2 separate regions of the Macaca fascicularis genome follow, and region 1 is linked to region 2. A link is a contact called in public Hi-C data. All regions are on one chromosome and are shown on one strand. Each heading gives the region's core, a stretch centred on a gene start, on an enhancer-like site or on the middle of the called end of the contact. The rest is flanking DNA. Distances are from core to core; before and after follow the strand shown.

Evidence for each region. Hi-C and Micro-C count contacts between places; a contact is called where the count stands out from the background.
Region 1: a contact with region 2 is called in a Hi-C map of liver, with 2.7 times the contacts expected there. The contact joins the promoter of RIF1 here to the promoter of RBM43 in region 2. A contact is called at or near these places in 2 of 2 Hi-C or Micro-C datasets (liver and skeletal muscle).

What each region holds. Positions count from the first base shown.
Region 1 is chr12:46,960,902-46,965,640 of T2T-MFA8v1.1, reverse strand. RIF1 (replication timing regulatory factor 1) reads right to left here and starts at 1,627. Exons shown (of 35, transcript XR_012421104.1): 1 at 1,008-1,627; 2 at 188-266.
Region 2 is chr12:46,815,923-46,820,655 of T2T-MFA8v1.1, reverse strand. RBM43 (RNA binding motif protein 43) reads left to right here and starts at 1,372. Exons shown (of 4, transcript XM_005573141.4): 1 at 1,372-1,513. The coding sequence starts at 1,511.

The DNA of each region.
Region 1 (4,739 bases), core at 378-2,877, 140 kb before region 2:
TAATCCCAGCTATTCAGGAGGCTGAGGCAGGAGAATCGCTTGAACCTGAAAGGCGGAGGTTTCAGTGAGCCAAGGCCGAGCCACTGCACTCTCTCTGGCAACAAGAGCGAAACTCCACCGCAAAACAACAACAACAAAAAAAACAAACTACCAAAAGTGAAAAACTATTTAACAAACAGATACATACCTTTAAAACTTTGTACAGCCGAGGAAGCTTTTTCTCGATTTCTATAATTACTTCTTTTCCTTCTTCTCCAGTCATACGACTTAAAAAGCAGGAAGAACACAAGTTTAGGTAGTTGACGGGGGAAAAAAAAAACTCCCTAAAATACATGCACCACCTTTTTAAAAATTACTTTCTAACTCTTGTAAATGAATTAACCCAGTAGGTAAAGTCCTTAAAGGCATATAGAATATATAATGCAATATATATCAGAAGTGAAAGTAGAAAACTCTTCAGAATAACATTTTACATCCGTTACACGCAAGTTGTGATAGCCTGACTCCAAAAAGACAGAACGGGGATCCCTATCCCTAGTTACTAACGATTTACTAAGCCTTTACAAAAGGTTTTACAAAAGTTTAGTACATTTCTATGAAAATTACTTTGAAGCATTTTGCAATTAATAAAAATCAGTTTATGGCTGTTAAAAAAAAAAAAAAAAAAACTCCGGGTAGCCACATTTTCCCAACACATCGGAGGTTTACACTGAAAACCCCTCCTCCAACAACTACTTCCAAGCGAAACTTTTAAAAATCCCTCGCTTGCAAAACACGTGCAAGCTCCCTCGTTCCAAACACACACCTCAAGCGCACCAGCAGCAGTACCCAGGAACGTCACCTAGGATACATCTCCCCCGCCCCACAACGCGTCCGCGACTCGGGTGTCCTCACATTTGCCAGACTTCTAGAACTCATATTCATTCTACGCGCCCCTCCCAACCACCTTCTTTCTCCCCAGTCTAGAGCGCTCCCCCCACCCAGCAACGCCCCGTGGCGGACCTCACCTGGTCAGACTCAGGTAAGCGTCAGTCTGCCCTCCATGGGAGGCAGAAGGGTCTTCCAAAGTCTCCAACAGCGGCGCGAGGGGGCTCTGACCCCTGGCCGTCATGTCGGCCACCCTGAGGCCCGAACCGGAAGAGGAGAAAATCCAGTGACCGATGGAAACAGCCCCGCGGCGGCCGTGTGAGTCCGGCCCTCACACCCGCACGCCCGCCCCGGCCTCACAGCCACGCCGCGTCTGCACCCCAGGCCTCCGAAGCACCAAACCCCAGCGCGAACCTCCTCCGGCGCCCGGCACCAGGAACCTGAGGCCACGCCACATTCGGGCCTGGGCCCGCTCCCGCCACCACTTTCCCGGGCAGCTTTCAACAGAGGGAGGAGATCGGCAGAGGGCGGGAGAAGCCCGGGGAACGAGGCATCTCGCCGCGAGGGGGCGGAGGGTGGGCAGACTAAGGGCTCCCCGCGGCCTATCACTGTGACCCCGATATTTATCCCACCTAGGAAGATCAGGACAGGGTCCTCTCCGCCTCTGCCCCGCAGCACCCGGACGCTGCCAGAGCTCGACTGTCCCTGCTCCGGCTGTTTACTCACGCGTGCGGCGCTCTCCCTCCTAGACCAAGATGGCGGCGGGGCGGGCCCAGGAGTGCGCGGGAGTAGGTTAGGCCTGGCGGGAGAAGTTCGAGCCAATCCAACAGTCAGCGGCGCACCTGACTTATCGATCGCATCGCTTCCCTGCCCAGCTGCCGTGTCTCGCCCCGCTGGTCAGCATCAGGTGGTGGTGTTTTGCCTAAGGCGAGAGACTTGAAATTCAAAATGTGACTTAATTGCGCACACTCACTAGACTGAACTTAGTAGACCTTTAGACTAAGTGTTCAAACTCCAAGTCCAGTGCTTGTTGAAGTTTTAGCTACAAATCAGTTAGCAAAAGGAGATAACGTACTGTTAGGTTTAAGACTAAGAGCTGGCCGGGCGCAGTAGCTCACACCTGTAATCCAAGCACTTTGGGAGGCCGAGGTGGGCGGGTCACCTGAGGTCAGGAGTTCGAGACCAGCCTGGCCAACACATGGTGAAACCGCGTCTCTACTTAAAAAAAAAAAAAATACAAAAATTAGCTGGGTGTGGTGGCGCACGCCTGTAGTCCCAGCCACTTGGAAAGCAGAGGCAGAAGAATCGCTTGAACCCGGGAGGCGGAGGTTGCATTGAGCCGAGATCACGCCACTGCACTCCAGCCTGAGCGAGAGAGTAAGATTAAGACTCCGTCTCTCAAAAAAAAAAGAAGAGGCCGGGCGCGGTGGCTCAAGCCTGTAATCTCAGCACTTTGGGAGGCCGAGACGGGCGGATCACGAGGTCAGGAGATCGAGACCATCCTGGCTAACACGGTGAAACCCCGTCTCTACTAGAATACAAAAAAAATTAGCCGGGCGTGGTGGCGGGCGCCTGTAGTCCCAGCTACTTGGGAGGCTGAGGCAGGAGAATGGCGTGAACCCGGGAGGCGGGGCTTGCAGTGAGCTGAGATCCGGCCACTGCACTCCAGCCTGGGCAACAGAGCCCGACTCCGTCTCGAAAAAAAATAAAAAAAGAAGAAGAAAAGAGCTGTATATCAAGAAGGTCTAGATTCCAGCTCTGGTTCCACGTGACTTTAGCAAGTTAATTAACCTATGCCTCAATTTCCTCCTCTATAAAACAGGGCTTTTAATAGGTGAAGTGAGAAAAGGTTGGAGAGGCCAATGGTTCTCAAGTCTTAAGCGTACATAACAATGGCCTGGGGATATTCGTTATTAAACTGCAGCTTCCTGGGCCCCGCCTTTATGCATTGTAATTCAGTAGATTTAGGTAGCTCCCGAGGATGTGCATTCTTCTCTTAGGCCCCTGGGGGGTTGAAGGGTGGGATTTGGCCCGGGCTTCTTCCCTAGAGACACGTCGGTAAACACAATGACAGTCATTTATCCTTACTGTTAATATGCTGCTCCTCTTTTCTTTTTCTTTTTTTTTTACATTTCTTTTCTTTTTTTTTTTTTTGAGACGGAGCCTCCTTCTTTCGCCCATGCTGGAGTGCAGTGGGCTATCTAGGCTCACTGCAACCTCTGCCTTCAGGGTTCAAGGGAGTCTCTGCCTCAGCCTCCGGTGCAGCTGGGATTACAGACGCCCGCCACCACACCCAGCTAATTTTTGTATTTTTAGTAGAGACGGGGTTACACCATTTTGGCCGTGCTGGTCTCGAACTCCTGACCTCGTGATCCGCACGCCTCGGCCTCCCAAAGTGCTGGGATTACAGACTTGAGCCACCGTGCCGGGCTGTATGTGGTTTTTTTATTGTCTGCCTCTACCCATTAGAATATAAATTCTGTGAGAACAGGGATTTTGCTTTTTTTTTTTTTCCCCCATAATTTCCCGTTAATAATTAAAGGACTGGGTGGGGGGGTCATGTTGCTTGTATTTCTTTCATATGTATGGTTCTTTGATCTTCCAAAAATGTTATGTTTTAAATTTTATTATTTTTAAAGACAAGGCCTTGCTCTGTTGCCTGGGCTGGAGTGCAATTGGTGGTGTGATCATGATTTACTGCAGCCCTGAATTTCTTGGGTTCAGATGATCCTCCTGCCTCAGCCTTATAAGTAGCTCAAAAATGTTATGTAAGATTTTTTTGTTGTCATTCCTGTGCCTAAAATACTATGGCCATTCCCATCAGCAACAGGATGGATTTCAAAACTTTTGACATAACATGCAAGCCTACCATGATTGGGCCACTGCTCGTTCTTCATCTCCAGATTACTCCCACTTCATCAGATTCTGAAGTTTGCTAAGATCGCCAGCTTCTCTGTGTCTTTGAAGACTTTTATTTACAGCATGTATTTAGAATATTAATTACCTTCTTCAAGAGTAATAAATAAGAGTCAGGTGGTTCACACCTATAATCCCAACACTTTGCAAGGCTGAAGCAAGTGGATCACCTGAGGTCAGTTCAAGATCAGCCTGGCTGATATGGTGAAACCCCTTCTCTACTAAAAATACAAAAATCAGCCGGGCGTGGTGGTGCACGCCTGTAATCCTAGCTACTCAGGAGGCTGAGGCAGGAGAATCGCTTGAACCTGGGAGGCGGATTCAAGCCAAGATTGCGCCACTGCATTCCAGCCTGGGCAACAGAGTGAGACTCTGTCTTAAAAAAAAAAAAAAAAAAAAGAGTCGACTAAAATCACACCTTTTTGTGAAATCTTTCCCTCATCTACTATCCAAACACACACATTCTCTTCATGGAGAATTAAATGCTCCTGCCTCCCTGCTATCATGCTATTGATCTGATAAAATGAGTATCTCATTAATTTATTGTTGTTTGGTTATAGGTGTTTGAGTGCAGTGGCAGTGGCAGAGTTGACAGGTAGCCTGAGGGGGATTAGTTCCATATAAATTTCATATAAATTTCTATAGAAATGTTTATAGCTACCCTCCTGGATCTGCTACCTTTGGGCAATAAATTCATAGTACCTAGCACTCAATAAATATAATCTGAAATAATTTGTTCATATATTAATTCATCCATCCTTTCATCCATTCATCCAACTAATACACAATTTCTATCTTTCCCTCTCTAAATCCTACATCTCTTCTCCCCAGATCATCTTCCCTTTCTAGATGAAAAGCCTTATATCTGCAATCCAATATTCCTTTCTAACTTCCTCATTCATGTTTTTTTTGTTTTGTTTTGTTTTGTTTTGTTTTGAGACAGAGACTTGCTCTGT
Region 2 (4,733 bases), core at 123-2,622:
GCTGAGACTAAGAATATGTGCGTTTTACATTTTTTTGCACTTTACATTTTGATAAAAATCTTTAGACGTATTAGCATCTATCTATGCTTGCAGCAACTCTGATGCTTTCTTACATTCAGGCTAACGCTTTTTAGTTTTCCAGATCTAGCTGTGGAAAAATGGTATCTTATTATTTCAATTTCCATTTCTTAGGAGTGGGATTGGGTTTCTTCATATCTGCTAGCTATCTACCTTTGTTCTTCATGCATTCATTGATTTGATTTTGAAGTTTGTCCAGAGATTCTCTGTGTCCCCATAGGTGCCATTCAGAGGTCCTATACTAAGGCATGGACAAAGTGGTGAGCTCTCTGTTGGCAGGGACCTGGCGCTTTCATCCTGTGTCCTTAGCACCCGGTAGAGGTCCAAGGGGGCTCCTGGTCTGGGCTGGGAAGGTGACCAACACGGGGTTGGGGGTTGAGGTGGGGGTCGGGGAACTGGGGTAGGTTGTACAGAGGAAAAGGCACAGGTGAGGGGTGGGGGAAGACGAAGATGGCTGGACAGATAATAAGGGCGTAGGAAAGACATTCAGATTTCACTGAGCGAAGGGCTTTTAAAAACTGATGCTAGAAAAACTTTACTTGCTGTTGTAAAAAACCATCTGTGTGAAGTAGAAATTGGTATCAATAACATTATAGAGAATACGTTCTAAAAAGTAAAGGTAGCTGGATGTAAAATTCTGGTAGCAGTTTAATATCCTAGATGGTTAGGTTGAGGCCAGCAACTAATGAGGACAAAAGCCTTCTCTATGGGAAATTTTGGACAATTATCTGGAGAAATATTACAGTGCGCATAAACCACATTGAATTGTTTTCAAAAGTGTTGTAAAGTTTCATGTAGTAAAAAGGTTTTAGCCACATGCCCTTCAACTTCATGGCATCGAATATATAAACACAGAAGACAGCATGCATGCAAGATATGTAACTCCCTTACATGCTAATGCATGCGATTCAAAACTGTCATGACATCTAGGGCTCTGCAACTACGAGATGACTGACGTTATGAAAAGCGTAGCCCCCCGAGTATCAACACAGGAAGCGGCCACCACCTCCTATGTGTTTTCTCTTTTTGCGTTTTTTCTTTTTTAAAATCAACTCTGCTGTTGTTGCTGCTGCTTAGCAAAACGGGTAAAAACAAAATTGCAATAATTGATGAATCAGCCACAGAATCCCCAAATTTCCTGTCGAGGAATCCTCTCGGCCTCTCTCCAGCGTGCTTCCAAAAGTTGCAAAAATACGGAGGGCGTCTGGGCAGGCGCTGGCAACAGCCCTCCGGAGTCCGAGCTCCCACCCACAGGCCACGAGGTAGCAGACAGCCGGATCGGGTGGAAGGGCCGCCCTTTTCTTCGTAGCCTCCAAGGGAGCGGGAACAAAAAAACGAAACCAAAACCTGCCTGCTCGCTCCTCTCCCCATCCCCCGCGTTCCGCTGGTTGTGGGCTTCCTGCGGCCGCCGAGGGCGCGTCTCTCCTCCGCCATGGCAAGTTCCTTTTGCTTTGGATTTTGCGGAGCAGGTCCATGCCTGCACCGTCGCCATGGTCCCCTAGAAGGGCGCGGAACCGGGCGCGACGGGCCAGGGTGCAGGGCTGCGCGGGAAGGGGCGGCGCGCGGAGGGGCCCTGGGGATCCCGGAGAGCCGTCCACCCCGGCGGGCAAACTCAGGTCAGCCTCGCTGCAACTTCCCGGGTGGCGGCACTGCGTGCTCCTGAAATTCACATGCGGCGGTGCGGTGTAGGCCCGCTCCAGAAGCGCAGGACTAGGCTGCCACCTCCCGCACCCACTGCACAGGCGACGGGGACGCAGCCGTTTCCTCGAGGAGCTGCTTCGCAGGCTATTAGGGCTTAACTGTTGGCCTCCCACGCCTCGGGGGGAACAAAAGTGGACTGATTAGCCAGAAATGGAGGCCACAGTGCCTTTAGAAAAGGGCTGGTAAGAACGAGGACGCAAGTCAGGAAGACATCCTCATGTCTTATGTCTGCCTTGGTGCGAATTCTTGTCTTTTGTGGTCTTAGTTTTCCCTCTAGAGACACAAAGAACGTTTTTACTATTAGTGCTGGTGAGGAAGAAAAGTTAGCAAATTCAAAATGTAGCCTCTGTGTTTTGTTTTGTTTCCATCAATCGCATAAAAGCCTTGGCAAGGCCTTTAATTCCTGCTCTGAAATGCTAGAGTCCCGGAAATGCAAAAGCAATTGTGAGAGGCAAGTGCGTTTTTGTTGACCTCGTGGCGGTAAAGGCGTCGTCATTCAAAATGAACAACTGATTTTGAGAAAATCAATATAAACAAATGCAGTGAATGAATCTTCTTTTTCTTCCCAATGCCTTACTTACAAAAGTAAAGTTTTTCTATATACTTTTTGCTTTCTGATAAGATGGCCAAGTCTGTTATAACACAATACTGATGCAAGGAAAAGCGCCATCACCTTAGTATCTCTTGGCTAAAAGCTGCTGGTTGCAAAGTCCTTGAAAGGACTGTCTTTCTCTAGGACAATTCTTTATCTTAATCGTGGGTAGAAGAGATTAATAACCCTCATTATTCATAACTGACCTCAGTAAAATTATCTGTATTAGCCATACTTTCTCCAACCTACGAAACGAAGGACAAATACTGGCAAGTCATTGAAGTACTAATTCATTAGATGATTCATAGAAACTAGTTCTTACCAAACAAAATTTACAGCTTTATGTTTTTTTCTCCTAAAAATACTGGTTCAGGGAGAAGTTTCTTTGATTTTAAAGATAAATTACATGTAGACATTCAAATAAAGAAATACAGTATTAGTACTAATGAGGGCATGGAACTGAAGTAAGATTTCCTGAGTTTAAATTAATTGCATGTTTTTCTTGGATATTGTTGGAGTGCAGAAAAAGATCCCCTGCCGGGCGCGGTGGCTCACTCCTGTAATCCCAGCGCTTTGGGAGGCCAAGGCGGGCGGATCACGTGAGGTCAGGAGTCTCTACTAAAAATACAAAAATTAGCCGGGCGTGATGGCACCCACCTGTAGTCTCAGCTACTCGGGAGGCTGAGGTAGGAGGATCACTTGAACCCAGGAGGCGGAGGTTGCACTGAGCCAAGGTCGTGCCATTGTACTCCAGCCTGGACAACAGAGCGAGGCTCCGTCTAAAAAAAAAAAAAGACTTTGAGAGGCCAAGGGGGTTGTGGAGCACGAGGTCAGGAGTTCGAGACCAGCCTGGCCAAAATGGTGAAACCCCCGTCTCTACTAAAAATACAAAAATTAGCCGGGCATGGTGGCTGGTGCCTGTAGTCCCAGCTACTCGGGAGGCTGAGGCAGGAGAATCACTTGAACCTGGGAGGTGGAGGTTGCAGTGAGCCAAGATCACACCACTGCACTCCAGGGTGGGTGACAGAGCGAGATTCCGTCTCAAAAAAAAAAAGAAAAAAGAAAAAAGAGAAAGATCTCCCAAAAGAAATAAACACAAATGAGTGAGTGAATCTTCACTAGAAAAATAAAGTTTTTCTTTATGCCTTTTGCTTTCTGATATGATGTCCCTGCCTTTATTCTTACATTGACAGGGTTGAGCACTTCTATTTTTTTGTAGCCATATTTAAATCTTCAATATTTTTGTTTTTATTTTATTTTATTTTTTTTTGAGACAGAGTCTCACTCTGTCACCCAGGCTGGAGTGCAGTGGCACGATCTTGGCCCACTGCAACCCTCACCTCCCGTGTTCAAGCCATTCTGGTTCCTCAGCCTCTGGAGTAGCTGGGATTACAGGTGCCTGCCACCACTAATTTTTGTATTTTTAGTAGAGATGGGGTTTCACCATGTTGGCCAGGCTGATCTCAAACTTCTGACCTCAAGTGATCTGCCCACCTCAGCTTCCCAAAGTGCTGGGGTTACAGTCGTGAGCTATTGCACCTGGCCTTTTTTAAGAGTTAGCAGGTTTGTCTAAAGGTAAAAACCAATAATAATGTAAACAGTAAATATTGTTTATAGCAGGTCCCAATAGTGTGCTGTGATTACTTTTTCTCCTTTTGGTCCAATGTTATGTGTATTTTTCCTTTTCCACTTCTAGGAAAATGTTCCCAGCAAATGGGTCAAATGGATTCCCTCCCTCCCTCCCTCCCTCCCTCCCTCCCTCCCTCCCTCCCTCCCTCCCTCCCTCCCTCCCTCCCTCCCTTCCTTCCTCCCTTCCTTCCTCTTTCTCTTCTTTTCTCCTTTCTCTTTTCTTTTCTTTATTTCTCTTCTTTCTTTCTTTTCTTTTCTTTTCTTTTTCTTTCTTTCTTTCTTTCTTTTTCTTTCTCGTTCTTTCTTTCTTTTTCTTCTTTTTCTTTCTTTCTCTTTTCTTTCTTTTCTTTTTGCATTCCATGATTTTTTTTTTTTTTTGGGACAAAGTCTCCCTCTATTGCCTAGGCAGGCTGGAGTGCAGTGGTGCTCACTACAACCTTCACCTCTCAGATTCAAGCCATTCTCCTGTCTCAGCCTCCCAAGTAGTAGCTGGGACTATAGGCATGTGCCACCACGCCCAGATAATTTTTGTTATTTTTGGTAGAGATGGTATTTCACCAGGTTGGCAGGCTGTCCTCGAACTCCGCCTGCCTTGGCCTCCCAAAGTTCAGGGATTACAGGTGTGAGCCACCTTGCCCAGTCTGCATTCCATACTTTACTTAAAATCATGCAAGTACTTATGATTTTTAGGCTGGGGCCCCTTCAAATCCCATAAATGGGGGAGAACTTGCTC